2 separate regions of the Mus musculus genome follow, and region 2 is linked to region 1. The links are chromatin contacts, called in public capture Hi-C maps. All regions are on one chromosome and are shown on one strand. The core of a region is the stretch at or near the end of the contact, and the rest is flanking DNA. Distances in the headings are between cores, read along the strand shown.

Evidence for each region. Capture Hi-C pulls out chosen DNA fragments and counts their contacts.
Region 2: a capture Hi-C map of bone marrow-derived macrophages shows a contact between it and region 1, with 12 times the contacts expected there. The contact joins two enhancer-like sites. A contact is called at or near these places in 2 of 484 Hi-C or Micro-C datasets (embryonic fibroblasts and myeloid progenitors), 1 of 115 datasets of contacts at active chromatin or transcription factors (T-cell acute lymphoblastic leukemia) and 2 of 9 other capture datasets (bone marrow-derived macrophages and embryonic stem cells).

What each region holds. Positions count from the first base shown.
Region 1 is chr15:62,053,482-62,058,914 of GRCm38.p6, forward strand. All of the region lies in intron 1 of Pvt1 (Pvt1 oncogene), which reads left to right. Among named protein-coding and RNA genes, the nearest start is that of Pvt1, 18 kb to the left of the region's middle. Within about 2 kb of position 3,095, at least 71 of the 459 cell types and tissues checked have an H3K27ac peak or open chromatin away from gene starts, as enhancers often do. A contact at or near this core is called in bone marrow-derived macrophages, where this site is marked.
Region 2 is chr15:63,663,396-63,668,828 of GRCm38.p6, forward strand. No RefSeq gene overlaps it. Among named protein-coding and RNA genes, the nearest start is that of 4930449C09Rik, 52 kb to the right of the region's middle. Within about 2 kb of position 2,341, at least 16 of the 459 cell types and tissues checked have an H3K27ac peak or open chromatin away from gene starts, as enhancers often do. A contact at or near this core is called in bone marrow-derived macrophages, where this site is marked.

The DNA.
Region 1 (5,433 bases), core at 1,845-4,344:
AGTATTGGACTTTTTTTTTTACCAGTATCAAAAGGAAATAGGAAAAGGAAAAGGCCTGTGCATGGAAAGTCCCCTGGAGTTTATGGAATTGCAGTAGCAGAGAGCATAAGCCTTTGTCTCCATCAAGCTTGGGTCCACAGCTGGGTCCCACTGAAGTCATGACTCAGGAATTGGGCAGTATTGTTAGGATCCTAGCAGTCAGACTTGAGCTTTTAAAGAGACCACTCTTGTCTATATAAACTCTGCTTGCATTGAGTTCAGAGAAGCCCCTGAGGCTGAGGCCAGACTGCCCTAGCTGGCCAGACTGGTTTATAGCTGGAATACACAGCCTGAGGGGCCTCCAGTTTCCTTCAGCTGTTCTATATTCCCACCCCCCCCCCAGCCCGCCTTGCCCTGTCACTGTGGGTGACAGCTCTCCAGAAGTGTGCACTGGGAGGGGATCTGGAGAGTGGTTGGGGGCTGGCTGCAGGCCTTGGGTGCTGTTCTGTGGTCTCGGGCTCTGGTGATGCTTAGCTGGCTTAATTGGCCCTGGCTTCTGTCCTTCCGATAGGGGCCGAAGGCTGTATTTCTTCTCTATCATGACTCTGAACATTCCGTACGTGCTTTTTCTGTCAGAAAGACATTCCCTGCGTGCTTATTCCTTTTAAAAGGAAGAGCAGATTTAAAAAATAAAATTAAAGTCTGTGAGTGCAAAAGGGAGAGATGTATTTTAGTAATTGTGCCATATGGGTGTATGCTATCATGTAAGTTTTTTTTGTTCTTTTTTGTTTTGTTTTGTTTTTTGTTTGTTTGCTTGTTTTTTTGTTTTGTTTTGTTTTGTTTTGTTTTTTGTTTTTTGGTTTTTTGAGACAGGGTTTCTCTGTATAGCTCTGGCTATCCTGGAACTCACTTTGTAGACCAGGCTGGCCTCCAACTCAGAAATTCACCTGCCTCTGCCTCCCAGGTGCTGGGATTAAAGGCGTGCGCCACCACGCCTGGCTTGCTTGCTTGTTTTGAGACAGGGCTTCTTTGTAACCCTGGCTGTCCCCGTAACTCACTTTGTAGACCAGCTTGGCTTTGAACTCAGAGATCCACTTGCCTCTGCCTCCTGAGTGGGATTAAAGGTGTGAGTTACCACACTCGGCTAACAAGGAGGGGGTTTAAGAGTGCATCTGGAAGCAAGCGGACACTCTCAGCTTGTTAGTGAAGCTACGGTCCATGGAAGCTCTGAGGAGCTGATACTAAATCCTGCTACTCTGCTTCTCAGCTTCGCTTCCTTTATTTCAGGAAGGAGCATCTTAACATCCCTGTCCTCTTCTTATCCTTTCTCTAGGAGAAGCACATTCTGGCTGGCTGCAAACTGGACTTAAAATCATGTACTTAAAAAGCTTTTAATGGTTTGTCATTGTTATTGGGCGTCTGCTCTCTATAGGCGCACGGTGAGTGTTTATTGAATTACTGAGTGAATGGTGTATATAGGCTTTCCACACCCTCCCCTGCTGAACTTCAGAGTCTGCGTCCTTTTGCCCTGAGGATGCCCCCGGCTTGGGTAGCAGCAGAAACAGTCAGCCAGTGTAGGTCTAAATCATTGGGATGATTGGATTCTTCCAGAAGCTTTATCTCTGTCGATGATTTTGAATTTCATGCCTCACAATTGCATGACCCTTAGCCAGTCTGGTCCTGGGATAAGAATTGATGCTTTCCCACTTCCTCATTGAGGGAACTGCAGTGTTGGCTTTAAGATGCAGTGTAAAGGTCACCTCCTCCAGGAAGCGAGCAATCTTTAACTCTAGCAGCTTCTGAGTGCTGACCTTAGTATGAGCTGCAGAAGCATCATACCCCTGCAGGGCTCCAAGTCCTCTCAGGAATATGAGCAAATTAGATGCAAATATCCCAGGTGCACCTGGAACTTACAGTACAATAGGAGACATTGATAGTTGCAGTCTTCCTTAGGAGGAGCAACTGTCCTTTGACAGTACCGTCTTCCTACTCTTGCTAACAAAGATGCGGAAGCAGAGCTTTCTGTCTTTCAAAGAGAAGGCTGGGCTGGGGGACAGAGTCAGAGTACAGCACTTGCTGGGAGCACATGATGACCTGGGTTTACTCTTCAACATCCCCACTACACCAAGGGGGAAAGAATACGACGAGGGAGCTTTTAAAATATAAAAAAAAAACGCTTGATTTCTGCTGGGTGTGGTAGCATCAGGGAGGCAGAGGCAGGGAGATCGTAAGTTTGAGGTTAGCTAGGACTGTACGGTGTGAGACTGTATTAGTTACTTTCTTTCATTGCCTCAGTCAAAAACCTGATGGAGTTACATTAAGGGGGAAAGGGTGCTTTGGGGGATACATTTGAGAGGATTCAGTCACTTACTGTGGGAACGTCACTGTAACAGGAACATGAGGCAGCTGTTCACACTGCAATTGTAGTCAGGACGCGGAGAGATGAGCGCTGCTTTCAGCCCCCTTTCTCCTTGTCAGTAAGTCCTAGAATTCAGCCGGTTGAAAATGTGTTGCCCACATTCAGGGTAGATCTTTCCATCTCAGCTAACCCAGTCTAGAAACTCCTTCGTAGGCTTTGTCAGAGGTGGCTCACCTAGATGCTCCTAGATCCTGTCAAGCTGACAATGAATGTTAACCATTGCACCCCCCACTCTGCCCCCCACAAAGTGAGATAGAACAAACCCTCTCCTGATTTCAAGTATGTTCAATTCAGATTTTAAGGGAAGTCCCAGGCCAAAGGAACAACTGTTTCGGGCCAGTAGATTGCAGCCTTCAGGCTATAGGGCTTCCCCCCTTAGGTTGACGTAGCTCCTTCTGTTGGGCCATGACTCTGTATCCCCATATCCCTTCAGACAACAGCACTCATGGCAGGCATGCTCTACTTGCATGGCAGTGGACTTGAATGCTATTTTGGCCACCTGACATCTCCTGACCCAGAGTTAACTGATCTTTCCTTAGAGTTATCTGCCTAGAATTGAGCCACTCCCTTCAGTCTCCCCTCAACTTCCAGGCCATACAGAGCTGGAAAAGCCACCACTTCCTGCATTCTACATAGGCCTGCTCATTTCTCTTCCCTCTCCGCTTTCTCAACACATGCCGGTTCTTTGTTCCTGTTGCGTGGGCTATCATGAGTTTCCCAACTGCTCTGTGACCTTTCCCTTGCTGGCTGCTTAGCCACTGAGTGAGGATTTCACTGGAAGATCAGAATGACTGTCACATTTCTCTCCACAGACAGGAAGAGATTGTAGCAGGGTTGCTTGAGGAAGAAAAACCAACTTCCCATCCTGAGGAGAATAGCCACATGTCATTTTATGCAGGGTTTTTTTTTTTTTTTTTTTTTAAATCATTTTCCATTTTATTGAGCTTTTTACCATCTTCCTGCGAGTTGTAAGAGGAAATTGGATAGGGACACAAAGGGAGTGGAGCTTGACGTGGACCCGGAGGTATTCGAGATTGTCCAGAGGGACAGTAAAGAGGAATCTTCTTCCTGGAAGGTCCCAGCCTTTGTCTCTGAGAAAGGTGGAGTGAGAGAAAGGGCAAAGAGGAGGAAACTGTGTCATTAACACAGTCACAAGCTGGGGGCTGCGGAGGAAGCTCACCGGTCAAGAATGTTTGGTGTTCTTAGCGAAGACCAAAGTCCTGTCGGAAACACCCACATCTGGCATCTCAAAATTGCCAGTGCCTCCGGCTTTGGGAGCGTCCAACACCCTCTTCTGGCCTCTGTGCATCTAATGTACATTCACACGGATGTGCACAGGACACATAAATGAAAAGTGAGAATAAACCTTAAGGGAGATAAGCGCATCCTGCCATTACTTTGTATTGGTCACAACTCTAATACAGTGTCATTCAGATGTTAACCCCGTTCCCTAGTATTCTTCCACGCTCACAAATGGTGGAGGCCACAGTCCCTGTGGTACAAGCCTGAAAGCTAAGCTATTTGGGAAATAAGGCAGGAAGAGGTTGAGACCAGCTTTGGCTACCGAGTGAGCTCAGGGCCAGCTTGGGTATCATAGCAAGAGTCTATTTCCCGTTACCCTAGCCTCTTCACCCACCCTATCTTTTCTTTTGCTCATTTTTTTTTTTTTTTCTGTAGAATACAGTTCAATGACTTGGAGTACATTCATTGCACAGCCTTCCCTATTAACTATTTCTAGAACTTTCTTCATTATCTCAGACTGAAAGTCTATCTGTTAAGCACTTTCACTTCCCTGCCAGCTGTGGAACTTGCTGTTCAACTTGGAGTCTAGGACTCTGGCTGCTCTCTTACACCATCTCTGTGAAAGTGACTGGCCCAGGCTGGTCTCTGACATTGCCATCCTCCTGCACCATCTGCCTGGTCTCACTCTGCTTTGAATTGCATTTCTCTAATGACTACTGACGAGTGTCTTTTTATGTACCCATTGGATACCCGAATATTTTCAGAGAATCTTTTGTTACTATTGTAGTTATTGTGTTATAAAAGTTCCATGATGTCAGTTCCCTCTCAGATACATAGTTCTTGATATTTCCTTTCTATTTTCTGGGCTGTCCTTCCATCTCTCTTGAGAGTGTCTTGTCCCATAATATAAAATCATTTAGTAAAATAATTGCTTTTTCTCTAGGATGTCACACATCATTAGATAGCCTCAGTCTTACTGTGTAATCAAAGGCAACCATTAAGTTCTGATCCATCCTCTCCCTCCTAAGTGCTGAGATTAGAGCTATGTGCCATTATTTCTGGGTTTATATGGCCCTGGGGATCAAACCCAGGACCTTGGGAATGTTCGACAGGCACTGAAGCTATGTACACCCTCAGCCCTTTGTTTCCCATTTCGATAATCTTGGCTACCTTTTTGTTAACTTTGGTGTGAGAAACCCAGTTAAAGCCATCTCCCTTGGTGTCAGGGCCCAGGACTTCGCCACGGCTGTGTTGTCCTCTAAGACTTTAGCCTTCTGGCCTTTGGGTCAGGTATTTGCACCATGCCTAGTACTAGTTCAGCTGTGCAGTCCAGGCAGGCCATAAACTCAAGACTCTCCTGACTTGAGCCTCTTAAATACTGGTGTGTGTTACTAAGCTTGTGCATCTCATTCATCTTCCTAGCATCCCTTTCCAGGGTGCTGTTGGCCCATTTTGCATATTTTAAGAGTCCAGCCTCTCACTTGCTTGTGGCAGAGATCCCCTGAGAGCAGCTCACTTACCCCTGGATTAGATACCCTGTGTATGAAATCATCTGCTGAAAGCCTTTCCAAGGTTGTTCTAGATTTCTTGCAATTACAGACTCTCTAAGTTGCAAGGGGACTTCTCTGGCTATGTTGTTTGTCCTCATAGGTAATCTACAGGAATATCCTTGTGTGTGTGTGTATGTGTATGTGTATGTGTGTGTGTGTGGGGGGGGGGGTTGGAGGCGGGGGAGGGATGGTTTAGAGCACAACGCTATGGTTGAGAGGCACAGTCAACTGCATTTACCTCAT
Region 2 (5,433 bases), core at 1,091-3,590, 1.6 Mb after region 1:
ACGTTAACTACTCTTAAAAGCACGTAGCTTAGTGATAGTAAATGCATCCTATTCCATTGCAACCATCACAGCTAGGTCTGCAGGACTCCTCATTTCACCAAACTCAAGCTCTATGGTCTTAAATTATAATAACTCTTCCTCTCTCACCAGCTGCCCAACAAACCACTTTCTACTTTCTGTCTCTATGATTTGGACTGCTTCTGGGTCCTATCTTTACAGTTAATAGCATGGCGCATGTTCTTCTGAGGCTGGCTTACTCTACCCAGCAGAATGCCCCCATCAGTACTGTTGTATATATCAGCATCTTTCCTAGTTCCAGGCTGAAGTACACAGACCTACTTTCTCAATTTCCCTTTGCTGCTTGGGCTCATGACACCAAAGCTAAGAGTTCAACAAGAGTCACTAGTCGGTGGCTGGGACTTGAGTGCCTTCTCTTCTCAGAGTTTTAGATCTGTATCTCCTACAGTCCATGCTTTGATCCACTCTGTGTTATTTTTTTTTAGAATGTCCCTGGACTAGAACTCATCTGTGCATTGTTTCAATTGAAGAACAGACAGTGCCCAGCATATAGAGGTTCAACTAATATTTTTGTTTTGCTTTATAATGATCCAGAATCTATATACACTTCTATATACACTTCTAGTGGTCTTGTATGTTGATTTCAGTATAGCCTTGCACTAACTAATATATGCACTCAGTGGTCCATGATCATGGTACAATACTCTTTCAGTGCTAGGCAATGATATTGAATGGCAACTCGAAGTTTAGCTGGCTGGGGAGATTGACAACTGCTTCTAGTGCCCCAGGTTGTTAAGCTATAATGCTTGGTAACTTTGATTACTAAATTCACTTTAACTTATTGTATTTTCAACTTATGGTAGATTTTTAAGTTTAAGAACATCAATAAACCCTCCTAGACAGAGAGTGGAATCCTCTGTTGCATGGGCCAGTTTACCCCTGTTTAGAATTTCGGAGTCAATATTGGGTACCAATTTGGAAGCCATGGTATGTATGATCTGAACACCTCTTTCCCCTCATGTGGCAGCCTCCGCCCTCTTCGGCTTGCCTCTCTTAGCATGTAAACTCTATTCCAGGGCTGGAGTAAGGGGAAATTAAAGCCATGTTTCTTAAATGATGCTACTTCCATCAACTGGATGGAAGGCTGTTAGCATCACTTCAAATGGTGAAGACCCCAGGAGCTCATACCTGCGTCTCCTCCTTTCCTCTCTCAACACTCACTACCTCAACCATCTCATCCAAGCACGAGGCTTGGCATCACCTAGACTTAGATGCAAATCTCAAGGCTCTCCTGAATGGCTGGTTCCCATGTCAACTGTCTCATCTCCACTTGGTTGTAAATAAGCATCAAAGGAATAAGTTCTCTGCATTTTCCCGCTTCTTTACACAGATTTCTAGACCGTGTCTCTTTCTTTGCAGGAGTGCCATTGACAATTCTAAAAATCAAGTTTACCTGGCTTGGAAAAAGAAATCCACTATGACAAAATCTTCAGATATAAAAAACAATCCTTGACATGACTGCACAGTTTACAAAGGCCTGGCAAGCTTACTGTCTCATTTGAATCTCTCCAAACACTTCATGAAGTAAACACTACCGGAGTTACTGAGCCCTCCCAGGGCTACACTGATAGACAACAGTGATGAAGAGGCCACTGCCCTACAAACTCCTAGTCCAGTCCTTTCACAGACCACACATAAACAATGTCTCAACATATGAATGACAGCCAGCAAGCCATGAACTATTCCAGCTGGGAAACGCAGCAATTGCCAGTATGCAAATTGGTTTTGTCTTCCAGATTCATGCTTTGCCTTGCAGAGTCATCTAACCTACCAGAGTCTGTTGCAGATAGCCCTGAGGCTAATTGTATTTGATATTAACTCTGTTCTTCTCTAAGGGGCTGCGAACAAGGAAAGAGTCAGCACTCTGGTGATTTCCTGCAAACCTTCTTCCCACCTTAATTTATAAATAAGAGCTAGAGCCGGTGATTAGGCAGAGAAAAAGGGAGAGGCGGAGCTGAAGATTTGGGGAGAGAAAGAGAGAGAGGACGACGGAGGAGGAAGAAGAAGGAAAGTAGAGTAGAAGCACATGGCCTGGAGAAACCGCAAGTTATAAGAGGTCTCTGACATGGGGAAGATGGTAGTGTAGATCTGCCCAATCTAGGCGCACAGCTTGTACTCATATTAATTGAGTTGTGTTTTCACTGCCCGGGCTTATTTGGGTTGGAGATTTATAGCAACATGAGTCATGACACTCTGCTCTGCTAAGTGAGGTGATGATGGCGCCCACCTCGTGCAGCTGGCCACACTTAGAATTAAGAGCTCAGTAGTGACATCACTCCAGAGCATGTGCTCCAGGGGCATTTCCTCCTCCTGCTGCTACTTCCTCTTTCCCCATCCTCACTATTTAAGGGTCATTTTGTTATTAAGACTAATTTTCCAAGAGGCCACCTCTTCCCTGAAGGCCACTGGGATTCCTTCCATCTGAACTACAATTGATTTTGCTGTCTAACTCCTTTAAGAACTAAAAGAATAATTTGTTTTGGCTGTTTTCTTACTGACCACATATTAAAACATATCCTCCTCCAAAAAAAAATAATAATGACAATATAAATAAGGCCAAAAAATGTGGCAGAAAAATTAAGCAATTACTTTCAAATCAGATAACCAACCTGAGTATTTACATTCTACATGTATGCATATATATGATCCTTCAAGTATATTTTATGAAAATCTCAAATGTGTTTTATAGTATACTTGACATAAATACTATATAGAATAGATATCTATTCATTAAAATGATATGCCTTTGGGCTACAGAGATGACTCAGTAGCTAAGAGTGTCTACTATGCAAGCATGAACACCTGAGTTCAAATTTCTAGCACACACACACACACAAGAACCTGGGTTTGGCAGACCATGCCTCTATAACACCAGCTTTGGAGAGGGAGCAGGGTCAGAACCTCTGGAAAAGCTCACCAGCAGCTTAGCTCCAGGTTCAATGAGAGAATGAGAGGACAGGACACCAGCCCTTCTCTGGCCTCTGTATACACACATGGTACACACTGGAATAAACATATGTACAAAGAGCACACACAGAGAAAGTTAATATACTTTGCATCATCTATAGCACCCCATTACACAGATGAATATCCATCCAAATAGCCATCTTTTGTTTCCACATCTTGATTTTTTTCCTTAGTATTCATTTAATATTTTTTTAACCTTAAGCCTTATCCAGATCATAGGTTCCATTAAGTTAGAGTCTATTCATCTGATACTACTTAAATTTTTCTAGCGTCCAAAGTTATCCCTTGAAAACTGTAACCGGATCTCTAATTTTACACTGGTAGACTGTCTACATCAGAAGTCAACTCTCTGAAAGGGCTAGAGCTTTCTGAGCATGGTAGGGCATGCCTTTAATCCCAACAGTCAGGAGACAGAAGCAAAATGGATCTTCATGAGTTTAAAGCAAGTCTGGTCCACATAGTGAATTCTAGGAGAGTCGGGGATATAGAGAGACCCTGTCTCAATGTGATAGACACTAGTCCTGTGTATGACTACTTAATATTTTTAATTCATTCTCTCATACATTACATCCCCTTCCTCCCTCCACTACCACTACCACCCCCTGCCTACTCCCTTGACATCCAGTCCTCCTCATTTTTTCTTCAGAAAAGGGCAGCCCCCCCCACCCAAGGGATGAACGAGTGAATGTTGATTCATAAATTAATGAGAAAGTGAATAGTAAATAAACTAGAAAATTCTCCGAATATGCATCCAATTTTATTTCCCACAGCACTAATCAGGGAAAGCAGTGTTTGCTCTTTTGTCATTGGTCCTGTGACTTGCTAAACTATATTACAAACAAATTCAGAGATGGATTCTTTTGGTTTCTTTCTTTCTTTCTTTCTTTCTTTCTTTCTTCCTTTCTTTCTCCCTTCCTTTCTTCTAAAGCTCCTAAAGATCTTTCCTTGTCCTCGTGTTTGTTTCACCTGTGTGCATAGATAAAAGACTCGGAGTGAAAAAACCCAATGAGGTGAGAACACATCCCATGGAACTCCCATTGAGGAGTTTGCTGGATGGGCTTACACTCTACACACTCAGATGGCCATATTTGTTCCTCCCAAGGAAACTGGACACCCTTAATCCAAAAAGAATGCAATGCTAACCAAAACGGGAGAGGCAGGATTGGTTGCAATCCTTTCTTTTTCAAAGAGCACTCAGAAGAGAGGAGAGGAACTCTCTTAAGTAGCCCTCCTAGATCTCCTTGATGCAGAAGGGAAATCACTCTAACACCTGCCTCGCCTACTTACCATCACCCTGATGAACACAGCAAGAGTCTATTGGGAAGTGAAACTACAAGCAAAAGAGCTGAGGTAGAAACAATGAAGTTTAGATATTGCCTTATAAAAAATAAATAGATATGCTTCTTAATAAGCCTTGAAGCAGTGTGCCAACGGAGGACGTGTGATGGGACAGAACAAAGCTCAAATCATGGTTGAGATGCCCGGTGTTCTGGGTCCCTGAGCGTCTTTGCAATTCTGTTTCATTCTGTATTAAATGTAGATAGTAAGGCCTTTGTAGTAAGCATTAGAGAAAATACAGACTGTAACATGCAGGCCTCTTCCCCATGCCCCTGATGAAGTTAACATTTCTTGATTTGCAGCTAAGATTTTTATTTCTGTCTGGATTCCAAGCCCCACCAATTGTTATCCTGGGGTTATGATAACTAAAGTAGATTGATCTTCTAAAACTTTAGAAAATTCTATCCAAAATCAGAAGAAACTTTTCAAGATAGAAGCCCAGGCAAAGATTCTCTGAATAGAACAGGAAATACTACCAAAAACTGACAAATGGGATGGCATTAAACTAAAAGGCACAATGAAGGAAACAAACAATAGATGAAGAGAGAGCCTGCAAAAGAGGAGGAATCTTTGCCAGATATTCATCCAGCAGAAGACGACTATCCAGGGCACATGAAGAATTCAAAGCCTTTAAAATGTAAAGGATCAACAATTCAATCAATTAGCAGGTACATTAATTGAACTATACTTCCCAAAAGAAGTACAAATGCCCAGTAAGATCACAAGCAAATGTTCAGCAGGTTTAATCCTTGGGCAAGTACACTGAGATTCCATCTCACTCCAGTCAGAATGATCACCAAGAAAACAAAGCCTTACCCCCCACCCCCAAAGCTCCCAGGGTCTAAACCACCAAACAAAGAACACACATGAAGGGACACATGACTCCAGCTGGATATGTAGCAGAGGATGGCCTTGTCAGACATCCAAGGGGAGGAGAGGCCCTTGATCCTGAGGAGGCTCGATGACCCAGGGTAGGGGAATCCTTGGGTGCTGAGGCAGGAGTGGGTGGGCGATGGGGGAGCACCCTCATAGAGGCCAGGGGAGTGGGAG